Regions from separate parts of the Triticum aestivum genome. Here region 1 is linked to region 2. A link is a contact called in public Hi-C data. All regions are on one chromosome and are shown on one strand. Each heading gives the region's core, a stretch centred on a gene start, on an enhancer-like site or on the middle of the called end of the contact. The rest is flanking DNA. Distances are from core to core; before and after follow the strand shown.

The links. Hi-C and Micro-C count contacts between places; a contact is called where the count stands out from the background.
Region 1: a contact with region 2 is called in a Hi-C map of leaf, with 5 times the contacts expected there. The contact joins the promoter of LOC123139148 here to the promoter of LOC123139144 in region 2. A contact is called at or near these places in 3 of 5 Hi-C or Micro-C datasets (all in leaf).

Annotation. Positions count from the first base shown.
Region 1 is chr6B:676,580,740-676,586,244 of IWGSC CS RefSeq v2.1, forward strand. It overlaps LOC123139148 (60S ribosomal protein L39), which reads left to right and starts at 3,854. Exons shown (of 3, transcript XM_044558948.1): 1 at 3,854-4,099; 2 at 4,200-4,303; 3 at 4,399-4,657. The coding sequence starts at 4,097. The coding sequence ends at 4,447.
Region 2 is chr6B:676,302,449-676,307,574 of IWGSC CS RefSeq v2.1, forward strand. LOC123139144 (serine/threonine-protein kinase VPS15) reads right to left here and starts at 2,244. Exons shown (of 12, transcript XM_044558944.1): 1 at 1,821-2,244; 2 at 1,670-1,744; 3 at 1,036-1,158; 4 at 777-822; 5 at 509-669. The coding sequence starts at 2,021. It overlaps LOC123134814, which reads right to left and starts at 5,002. Exons shown (of 7, transcript XM_044553984.1): 1 at 4,781-5,002; 2 at 3,847-4,149; 3 at 3,707-3,750; 4 at 3,559-3,621; 5 at 3,338-3,470; 6 at 3,198-3,258; 7 at 2,652-3,117. The coding sequence starts at 4,913. The coding sequence ends at 3,206.

The sequences.
Region 1 (5,505 bases), core at 2,604-5,103, 280 kb after region 2:
ATTGTCATGTGCATTTTTTGAAATGCGTGAACATTTTCTAAATGTCACATATATGTTTTTGAATGGTACAATTTTTTTTCTAAAAGTCCAGAGAACTATTTTTACATTGCATGAACATGTTTTAAATGTTTGTTGAGCAATTCTAAAAAATTAATTATTCTTTTCATAAGATATGTTCTTAGTATTTTAAAATATAAACAAGAGTAACAAAGGAAAAACACATGTGTGACGTTGGCATGATGGACCCACATGGCTACTGGGCTAGCCCACTATCGACTCCTTGTAGGCGAGCCGAGCTAGTGTGTTGCATAAAGCGAGACACAACCGCGCGCCGGTGAATCTGCCTATGTTGTGAAGATTGGGATCACGGTGCTTTAAACGTAAACATAACAAATCCATGATAATTAGGCATATTTTTTTTATGTCTGGAGACTTCTGTCCTCCGATGTAAAGATCATTCTTGAACATTGCCACAGGGAAATTAATGGGGATGGCACACTAGCTATCTATGCATATTTTTACAAAAAATCACATTGATTTGTTTGTGGGACACTATCCCCCCTACCTTTCATTTGCTAATTCTTATAAGTGATGCAATCCAATTAATAAAGCTCTCCAAAAGGCTTTTCTTAGAAAATATTCTTTTGAGATTCTTTGTTACAATAGATATTTCTGAGAGCTTATTTTCAACTTAAACTTAAGGACACATAGCAAAGAGGGGGGCAGCTAATTAACTAGCACTCCTTCGGGAGCCTCGCAACGATCAGCGCCACTTGGCGCGCTCTCAGCCATTCGCCACGTGTCGTTCTCTAGGCGATCCCTTCGGATTTTTATTTTTATTTTTGCACACGCGTTTTCTGCTTTTTAAACGTTTTTCCGGGTTTTTTATGTTTTGGTTTTCTACCGGTCTTCCCTAGCTTTTCGACCAATTTTTTTAAAAAACTATTTTTTTTGCGCAAAAAAACTCATTTTTTTGCGAGAGTCATGGTTTTGTTTTCGCGAGAGGCACAGTTGTGCTTTCGCGAGAGGCACGACCGTGCCTCTTGGAAACGGAAAAAACCTATTTTCTGTTTTTTTCTTTCGCGAGAGGCACGATTTTGCTTCCGCAAGAGGCACGAGCGTGCCTCTTTCGGAAAGGATAAAAACGCGTTTTCTGTTTTTTTTTCTTTCGTGAGAGGCACGGTTTTGCTTCCGCGAGAGGCACAGGTTGTGCTTTCGCGAGAGGCACGGGCGTGCCTCTTTCGAAAAGGAAAAAAACACGTTTTCTGTCTTTTTTTCACGAGAGGCGCGGTTTTGCTTCCGCGAGAGGCACAGTTGTGATCTTGTCAGAGGCACGGGCATACCTCTTTCGGAAAGGGAAAAATACCCGTTTTCTCGGTTCGGTTTTTTCGTCGTTTTTTTCATCCGGTTTTTTGTGGAAAAAAAGTTCGTCAAAACCTATAAAAAATTCGTAGCGACGAGACCTTCAAAACTAGATCCTATGTTGGTATGTTTCGATAACTTTTTTTCGGGTAAAAAGTTACCAGGCATGTACTACATAAGTTATCACGCCTGCGACACATAAGTTACCAAGTTGTTTTCATAGAAAATACCGGGAATGAAAAATGATCTTTAACCTTTCTTCCCACGTGTACAAGTATGCACACACTAGATAACAAAATGCTCGATCGGTGTACATACGCGCGTACATGATGAAGATCTTCATCTTGGAGAGATCCAGCACAGGAGTAGGCAAGCGGCTGATGCGAATACACAACATCTCAAACCGTCGCTCTGATCAAAAAAACTGTTTTCACATAAAAGATTCGTCGAGACAAGATCTACGGAACTAGATCCCATGTTGGTATGTACCGACGACTTTTTTCCAAGTAAAAAGTTACCATGCATGTTCTACGAAAGTTATTTTTGTTGTTTACACACGAATTATCGGGACATAGAAAATGGTTCCTTTGATCTTCTCTCCACATGCATATTCACGCATGCCTTAGAGGACGAAAAATGCTAATGTCAGGGAAGATTCCACTGAAATTCAAAAAAGTTGAAATGTTTTGTAACTCAAACTTTCACTTCGATATAAAAATTATTTTCACATAAAAATTTCGTTGAGACGACACCTTCGGAACTAGATCTCATGTTTGTAGGTTTCGATAGCTTTTTTCGGCCAAAAAGTTGTCAGACATGGGCCAACTAACTTACCAGCCCTGTTGTGTGTGTATTACCAAGCTATTCACACATAGTTACCGAAGGATGTTTTTCAGACAAATCCAACCCACCTTCCTAGTCAAAAATTATCACACCTGGAGCATGTAAGTTATCACTAAGTTGTGCATGTATTACCATGCTATTTACACATGAGTTACCGGGGCAAACTTATCACCGTATTTGTACATAAGCTATCAGGTCTGCGGTGCATAAATTACCATGTAATTTGCACAAAAATTTCCGGGGGTATGTTTCCTCAACTATATTATTGTGCGTCAAAAGTTATCAACGTGTTGCACCCAAGTTATCAGATCTATGGTGCATTAATTACCATGCTATTTATACAGAAGTAATCAAGGGAATATTACAACAACCCGTCCCCACCCCGCCAAAGTTATTACAATTTGTACGCAAGTTATCAGGTGTGTGATTCATAAATTACCATGCTCTTCACACATAAGTTATCAGGGGTATGTTTTCAACAACAACACCCGTCCGAGGGTATGTTTCAACCAATTTTCCCTTGCAGTAAGTTACCACGGTGTTTGTATGTAAGTTATCAGGTTTGTGGTTCATGTAAGTTCAACACTTAGTCCTCCCGCCGCCGTCGTGGGATGCCGACGGTGCTCGGCGAGAAGGAGCGGCTCCTCCAGTGGGTGTACCATCGGTCACTTACGACGGCGGAGAAGGACGTCAGGCGGCTCCGGATGATAAACGCAAGGCACTCCGGCTCCGCATTGAGCAGTCCAAGCGGGAGGCAGCGGAGGCGACGAGGGTGGCGAAAGTCAAGCGTAAGCAGGACCGCGTCGTCAGACGCTTGAAGGGTGACATCGTCATTTCCTCTTCCTCCAATGACGACGGTTCCGACAACGACCCACCTCCTGCCACGGACCCCTATATCAGTGTCGACGACCAAAAGGGCCAAGGATCGGCGAGGAAGTGGTGAAGCTCGATCCTCTATCCGTTTCTATAATCTAGATTGTACTACTAATCTAGTTAGAATTTGTCAGACGGCTGAACTTTTGGTGATGTTTAGATGTGAATTATGCCCGTTTGCTTGCTGTATATGAGATATGCGGCTGTGGACGCAACCATTTGAGGACTACCCGGTCACTATCCACGGACAAGCTTGGGCGCACCTGCGGGCGTATAGAGTGCCGGTTTCGGTAAGTCCTGTTGTAGATGCTCTTAAATGATATTAGTGTGATTTTTTTTCAAGTCAGAGTATAGTTTCAAAAGGCTAAACGATGAATGATTTGAGCATCTGTAATTACCGGCGTTAGAAAAAGCTAGGAAACTCAAAAGGAATTGTACGTGGTTGCTAACCAGTAACAAAGTCAACGCCAAATAGTTTGGCTTTTCCTAGCTAACAGGCAACAATCGAATAGAAAGACAGATGGCTATCAGCGCTGTATGTTTAAGCCAGCGTTGTGGGATCGAATCCCACGTCAGCGACTCTTTTTTCTCGCTCAAAGCCACAGGTCTCAACTAGCCCTGCATGTAACTGCCAGGAGAACCTTCCGCCGCACGATGCGCATCTGACGTCTTTGACCTCGTGCGGATCTGAAGCAAAATTACAGTCGACTAGTGGATAGATTTGTCGTTCTTTAATTAGTGATTTCGAGCAAAGAGAGCCGTCCAATTCATTTGGATATAATGAACATATGGGCCACAGTTGGATTTACTCATGGGCTCCTTTGCTTCTCTAACGTCCAAAGGACTATACCGATCAAAAGACAAGGCCTAGCCCAACGAGCCCATCCTTGGTCGCTACTCGTCCGGACTATATATTCCCCACTGCCCACCACTCCAGCACTTCACGGACCTAGGGTTTTGCTCCCGCCGCCGCCGCCGCCGCCGAAGCCGCTGCCGCGTCTTCGTCTCCGCCGCGACGATGGTACGCTCTCCTCCCCTCTTTCCATGGAGTCCCACCCTCTCCTCTACCGTTCCAACCTCCCGCTGACCCGATTTCCCGTTCGTCTCTCGCCCCCGCGCAGCCGTCCCACAAGACCTTCCGCATCAAGCAGAAGCTGGCCAAGAAGCAGCGCCAGAACCGCCCCATCCCCTACTGGATCCGCATGCGGACCGACAACACCATCAGGTAACGGCCGCCTCCGTCCCTCCTCCTTCCGCCCCTCTTCGATCCAGCCCAGGCGTCCGTGAGCTGACCCACCATTGCTTCTCTGCCGTGCTCAGGTACAACGCGAAGCGCAGGCACTGGCGCCGCACCAAGCTCGGGTTCTAGATCCGTGCCTGCCGACCGCCGCGTGGGGGAGCCATGGTTCCAAGACTTATCTGCATTTTGTTTTATGGACGTTTTAGTGTTTGTTATGCAAGCTAGGAAGTGATTCCAGGATGCTGTCTCTGTTATCAATTTCGTCTATGTCATGAGGATTGCTTGTACTCTGGTGTACTCATGTTACCATGCTGTGCCAAGTAAAGAACCTTTGCTATATGCCACCCTTGTTAAATTTGTCTCCATGGCTTAATTTTGGTTCAAATGGTCTACTGTATTGTGCTGTTGTTTATTTCTGTGCAGGTCTGTTTGTGTTGTGTCATTGTAATGGCCAAAGGGCATGGTAATTGTAGTGAACTGGCTGCTAGTTATGCTATCTAGTTGATGTTTGTGTTAGCTGTGGTTTTTTTTCTGGAGATATGTTGTTGCAGCCCACTTAGTAGAGAAAGAGGGACGTGATTTCACAGATAGTAACCCTTTTTATAAGCAGGGTCATGTTTTGTAACCCTTTTTACATGTAGTATGGCTGTGAGTTCACAGATAGTTTATCCATGCTTCAGACACATGGCACGTAGTATAGTTTTGAGTTCACTTCTGGTTTAACCATGCCTTCACTTGCCAGTTACCAACTCAATCACAGTTTTTAGTACTGTATTATGACTTGTACAAATTGACATACGGATTAGTTATAGTTTTGCTGATTAATTATGTACAGTGATAGGAGTACCTCAGAGCCATGTCTCTGTCTAGTCGGTAAGAACTACATTTCCCCTATAGGAGCTGATGTATTTTCAATTTTAGCTGGAGCTTATGGCTGGTGACCAAAATATGACCGCTAGTAACTTAAATACGGTCTTCCTAGCGTTAGAGGATCGCCAGAGGTTCTGTGAGTTCTGGTTTCTGAGCATACGTTGAGCCAACTGATTTTGTTTAGGTTTTCTGGTTACCTAGTTATTGTGCAATGTTGGAATACCCAGTCGCCTTTGCGCTATGTTGAATCATCACTGATCCATCTGCTTATAGGTATAGTGTTCTTCATGGGTTAAGCATCCCTGATTTGTTTGTGT
Region 2 (5,126 bases), core at 994-3,493:
TTCTTATTCTTGGTGTTCAGCAGAACTTGTAAGTTCATGCCGGGAGCTGCTATTTTGTATGTACTATAGATTTGCTAAACTGTCTGAATTGGCCTGGTATAAATGTTTTTGGATCATTTATATAGTTTGTCAATCAGAAGTGATATCTTATCATGCTTTTGTGAACCCAGTTGCTTCGGGTGGTGCTGTAGAAGTTATACAGGCCTTTCTACTGATATATTCTTGTACTCCGTCTATTTCATATTAGAGGTCCCCATTGTTTTGCTTCAGTTTCTCATTACAAAGCTTGTGCTCTTATCTAAAACATCTATTAATTGCAGGCTTTTCCTATTGTACCCTCGTTTGAATGATGGAGATGCAGTGAGAGCAAGCATTTCAGTGAAGAGCATCTATTAACAAACTACTAGTAGCATGTAACAATTGTTACACCAATGGTAGCAAGCAAACTGAGATAAAGTGGATAAAAGAGCATTGAAGTTTTGAATATAATTTAGGTGAAGGGACTAACTTCAGGTGCAAGATAGCATCTTCGCCTTCCTCCAGTGTCAAAGAAGAACGAAAAATCAGACGGATCATCATCCGGGATGTAAGTTGGTTTAAAAGACGCAAAGTCCGTGAGGTATAGCCAGTTCCATGAGGTCACCAGTACATTCTCACATTTTATGTCACCTAACATAAACAGCAGCGTAAATATATATTTTTAGGAGAACAGCAGTGTAAATACAAATGAAAGAAAAACACTACTGCTCATATAACTTAAGAGAAAACCTTCTCACCATGGCAAACTCCCTTACTATGGCTCTGCTCCACAGCATGGATTAACTGCACAACCAAATTGAGCTAAGTCGACAACCATATCTGGAAAGGAAAGGAATGAAGAACGACTCTTACATGTGCCACTAGTTTAAGGCTACACTTAGCAAAGAGGTTGTACAACTTCCTATAGAAGTCTCCCACATGATCGACTCTTTCACCTTTGTAACAACTACTAATGACCATCCGACAGCATGGACAAAAAAGAAATAAAGGGCGCACCTGAAAAGCAAGCCATTTCTTCTCAATTTGACTGAGGAAAGGGCGTGTACTAAGTCTATCATGCAGATTGCTGTAGGAGTACTGCCTCAGGAGATATGCTGCCTTGTCCGTCTGAAACCAAACCTGAGAAAACATTCAAAGTCCTGTCAGCATGTGAACCAAGGGAGAGAGAAACATGTCTGCGCAACAAAGGCACTCTCTACACATTGAGAGGCAATGCAATATGTCAATGTTCATTCATCCATGTATCATGTTGTGAGGAAACATCCAAGCAAGTGAGCATACTCAGGTAGATTCATAATAATCCAGAAAGAAGAAACCCCTAACAAAATATAGTATAACAAGCAAGCAAATCCTGAAAGCAATTTACTCTAAATCTAGCCTTAAAATGACAGTACACCAAGGAAGCAAAAGACTACAAGCAATTAACTATACACCCAGACCCAACCTTGCTGCCTCCGCTGAATGAAACACACTATAAATTGCAACCAGAAGCAAACAGAGATAATAATACACATGTCATAGAAATTCGCTAAACCACACTAAATGTCACAGAATAACGCACACATAAACAGCGCCGATTAGTAATCGTTGGTAATGTACAGGCGAAACAAACAGAAGAGCGAGGCCTGACCTGGAAGGGCCAGACGTGGGAGCCCTCGAGCCCCTGGAACGCCCTCCGGATCCGCTCCAGCCTCCGCTCATGGTCCTGCGAGGCAACAGGCAGATCTTCTCAGGACCGCCCGGCCGCCCAAACCGAAGGGGGAAGGGGATGCGGCGGTTACCTTGAGGTCGAGGGGCTCCCCGGCGCGCTTGAAGTAGACCTTGACGAGGAGGAGGCCCTCGTCGTGCTTGCAGAGGACGGACTTGAGGAAGCGGCCGCGGCTGACGAGGTCGAGCAGCACGAGGTTGTAGGTGGAGGGCAGGTCGTGCAGGTAGTACTCCGTCGCCGACGCCTGCGTCGTCCGCGCGATCTTGTTCCCCATCCCCGCGGCGGCGCCCCCTCTGCCTCTCCTGTCCCCGCCGCCGCGGCGGAGGGGCTCGGTCGGCTCGGCTCGCCGGGGCGGGAGCCGGGGTGGGGCGCGGTGGGGTTTTGCTTCTGGGCGCGGGTTCCGCGGAGGGGAGGGGAGGTGCGTGGCGTGGGGCGGAGGCGATCGATGATGGGGTCTGATGGGAGGACGCCGGTTGAATTGGGGGAGAAGAGAAGGAGGCTGGACCGCGGCGCGGAGGTGTGTCGTGTTGGGCTCTCCATCGGAAACCAATCCAACCCCCTGCCTACTGGCCTGACTCTGATCCGGTGGGAAAGGAACCCGGTTCGGTTTACAAAACCATTAGCACCGACTTTTTTTTTGAAAAACATTTGTTCCTTTTTTTTCAAAAACAATGTACTATGGTGTAGAAGTATTCAGATTTGTCAGGGAGTAGTGCCTCGAGGCAACACGGCCAAGACCTCGCAGGAGTCGTCCCCGGCGACACGGCCAGGACCTCGCCGGAGACGGGACGACGCGGCGTGGGAGGAGAGGGAGGGGGGTTGGGCGGAGAACCCGACTAGAGGAGAAGACTCGGGTGGAGGAGGAAGATGCAGTGTCAGCCGTCGAATTTCAATCAGAAAAAAATTGACTGAAACATCTTCTTTTTCCAAGCAGTTGTCACAAGGTATTTTGTATTACCTCCTTCCCACATTACTTGTCTAGATACGGATGTATCTAAGACAACTAATTCGGGACGGAGGTAGCACATCATAGGGATACATGCACATGCGTGAAATACTCGAGTTACGATTGGCAAAGCAAATGCTACTAATTCACCATTGTTCTCCATGGTATGATTTGGCAAACAAAAACACGAGTCAGACGCTTGCACTTGCAACACATCAAACATGACAAGATCTTATATCAAACATGATAACCTACACACACACTGCAACTCGTCGGGGACTATTCAGCTGACGCCGGGACTCAACATGCTGCTGCAAGTACACCGAATTGGTGGTTGGAGCTTCGATTGGTGTCCCGGCTTCGGCCTGAAGAGAAGATGCAGCATCAAATTCCTAGCCTTTTATGTCGAGGGCCGGTTAAGCTCCTGCAATGGACATGAAAGATTAGCCGTGAGCTAGTGGATGTGCAAAGGAAAAGAGGGGCTTAAGCATGTGGAATTCTTACTACTACTACTATTGATGGCCGCTGGCATCGTGAAGCGGCTCTTCGCTCCCGTTTCCAGATTCTGCAACATGTTTTCCCGTTAGTCAGAAAGGAAGCAACAGCAGTAAGAGATGGCTGTGGTGTCAGGAGCGAGCAAGTACCGGTAATAGCTGCCAGATTTTCCTCTTTGTACATTCCAAGAGGTGACCCGTGCACGGATAAGAGCATCTCGCCATTCTTGGGTTGTCTTACTGATTTCGGTGCCATGCCAAAAGAGAGTCGACTGCTCGTGGCCTGTTCAGGGTTATGTTACAGCACAATATGTGAGCTCAGAAGGAGATTCAAGATCAAACATTTCGTGTCAAGAGGGTTAAACACAAACCCCGGGTGTCTGTAGAGAATCTGGTGCTCCTATCGTTTGGCTCTCGCGCAGCTCACTCCAGTTCTTCAAAGGATCAGAGAAAAATAAAGAGTTGTCAAGGGTACAGAAAAATCATCCCATACCATCACTGTACAAAAGAAATACTTACAAAGTTGTTAAAATCAAAACTGTTCTCGATGAAGTTCTTCTGCACTGCACGCATCATATAATAAGGTGAGAAGATCAGTCGAGTCAAGCTGCTTTGGTGCCTATAAAAGTACATGAACAACAAGTAGATAGCGTTTGAACCTGAATCTCCTGAGAAATGAAAACCAGCAGCAGTTGCCAATGACGTGATCGAAGCTCGCGAAACCTTGTCATCCCTCTGGTCTCCATTTATGAGATCATCCCAGTCTTTCCATTTCAACTCAAGCTCACCCTGCTCTTCGTTCCGTACAACTGACACGTTGGGCAAGTTCTCCTGAAAAAATTGCAAGGCGGGTGTTTCTAGTTGCTCCTTGGAAATGTAGGATCGCACCAGACGCAGCCGGGAGAGCACGCTCTCAGTCTCTGCTGCTTGAATAGCTCTGATGGCAGCTTTCCGACGTATGACTATTCATTGAGGACAGTAGATTAGCAATTGAATCCTGATAATTACGTTAAGGTAAAGGACAGTGCATCTATGATGAAAGAGAGTTCAGATTTTGACATGGCAGCTGAAAGAGAGTTCCCTTCAAAAGAATCGTAGTGAGAGTTTGATCAGGCATGCTAGAGCCAAGTGCCCAGAGAATAAGATGTCTGTATATTTGCACTAGATTACAACCTTCCTATTGACATTAGATTTCAAAAAAGTTCAACCTAAAAAGTGGACTGTATCCTACATTCCTACTCGACTGCCAGGACAAATTGGGGATGGTGAATCCTTTTTTTTTTTTTGAAACCAAGGTATTCCCAAAAAAACTGGAAAAATACTTTGCATCCAAAGCAGCGTCTTCCAGCGGCGACCAACGTGGAAGGAAATCTCTTAGGGCGGCCACGAGGGCCAAGAAATGCAGTGCGGCGGCGAGATACGACCTACGGCGGCGAGCGGCGGCACGAGTACGACGGCGCTCTTCCTCCTCCCTCTATCTTTTCTTTCCCCCGCGCCTACTGCTTAGTGTTGCTAGCCACAAATCTAACACCTAAAACTGATTTCGGGCGGGGCGGATTGGGGGGAGGGGAGTTAGGGCTCGGAGGCACGTACACTCTTGGTCGGCGGACCACCGCAGCTTCTCCTCCACCGACGCGTCGGGGCCGGGCGGCGACGGCGGGGACGGCGGTGACGGCGGCGGCTGCTTGGCGGCGGGGCGAGCCCCCCGCTTCTTCCTCGGCGGCATCGCCGCGGGCTTGACGGGAAGGGGAAGGGGAAGGGGAGGGGCGGATTTGGGGAATTGGGGGCTCGGGGAGCTTGGTTTGAACGGGAGAGTGTGGGATCTGTGGCTGTGGGGGAAAAATGAGGGATTTACTTGGGTGTTGTATCGCCATGAGGCCCATGGTTCCCTGGGCTCGTAGAGCCCGCGTGAGAGCCCATGTTGCCGCATGGCAACCAA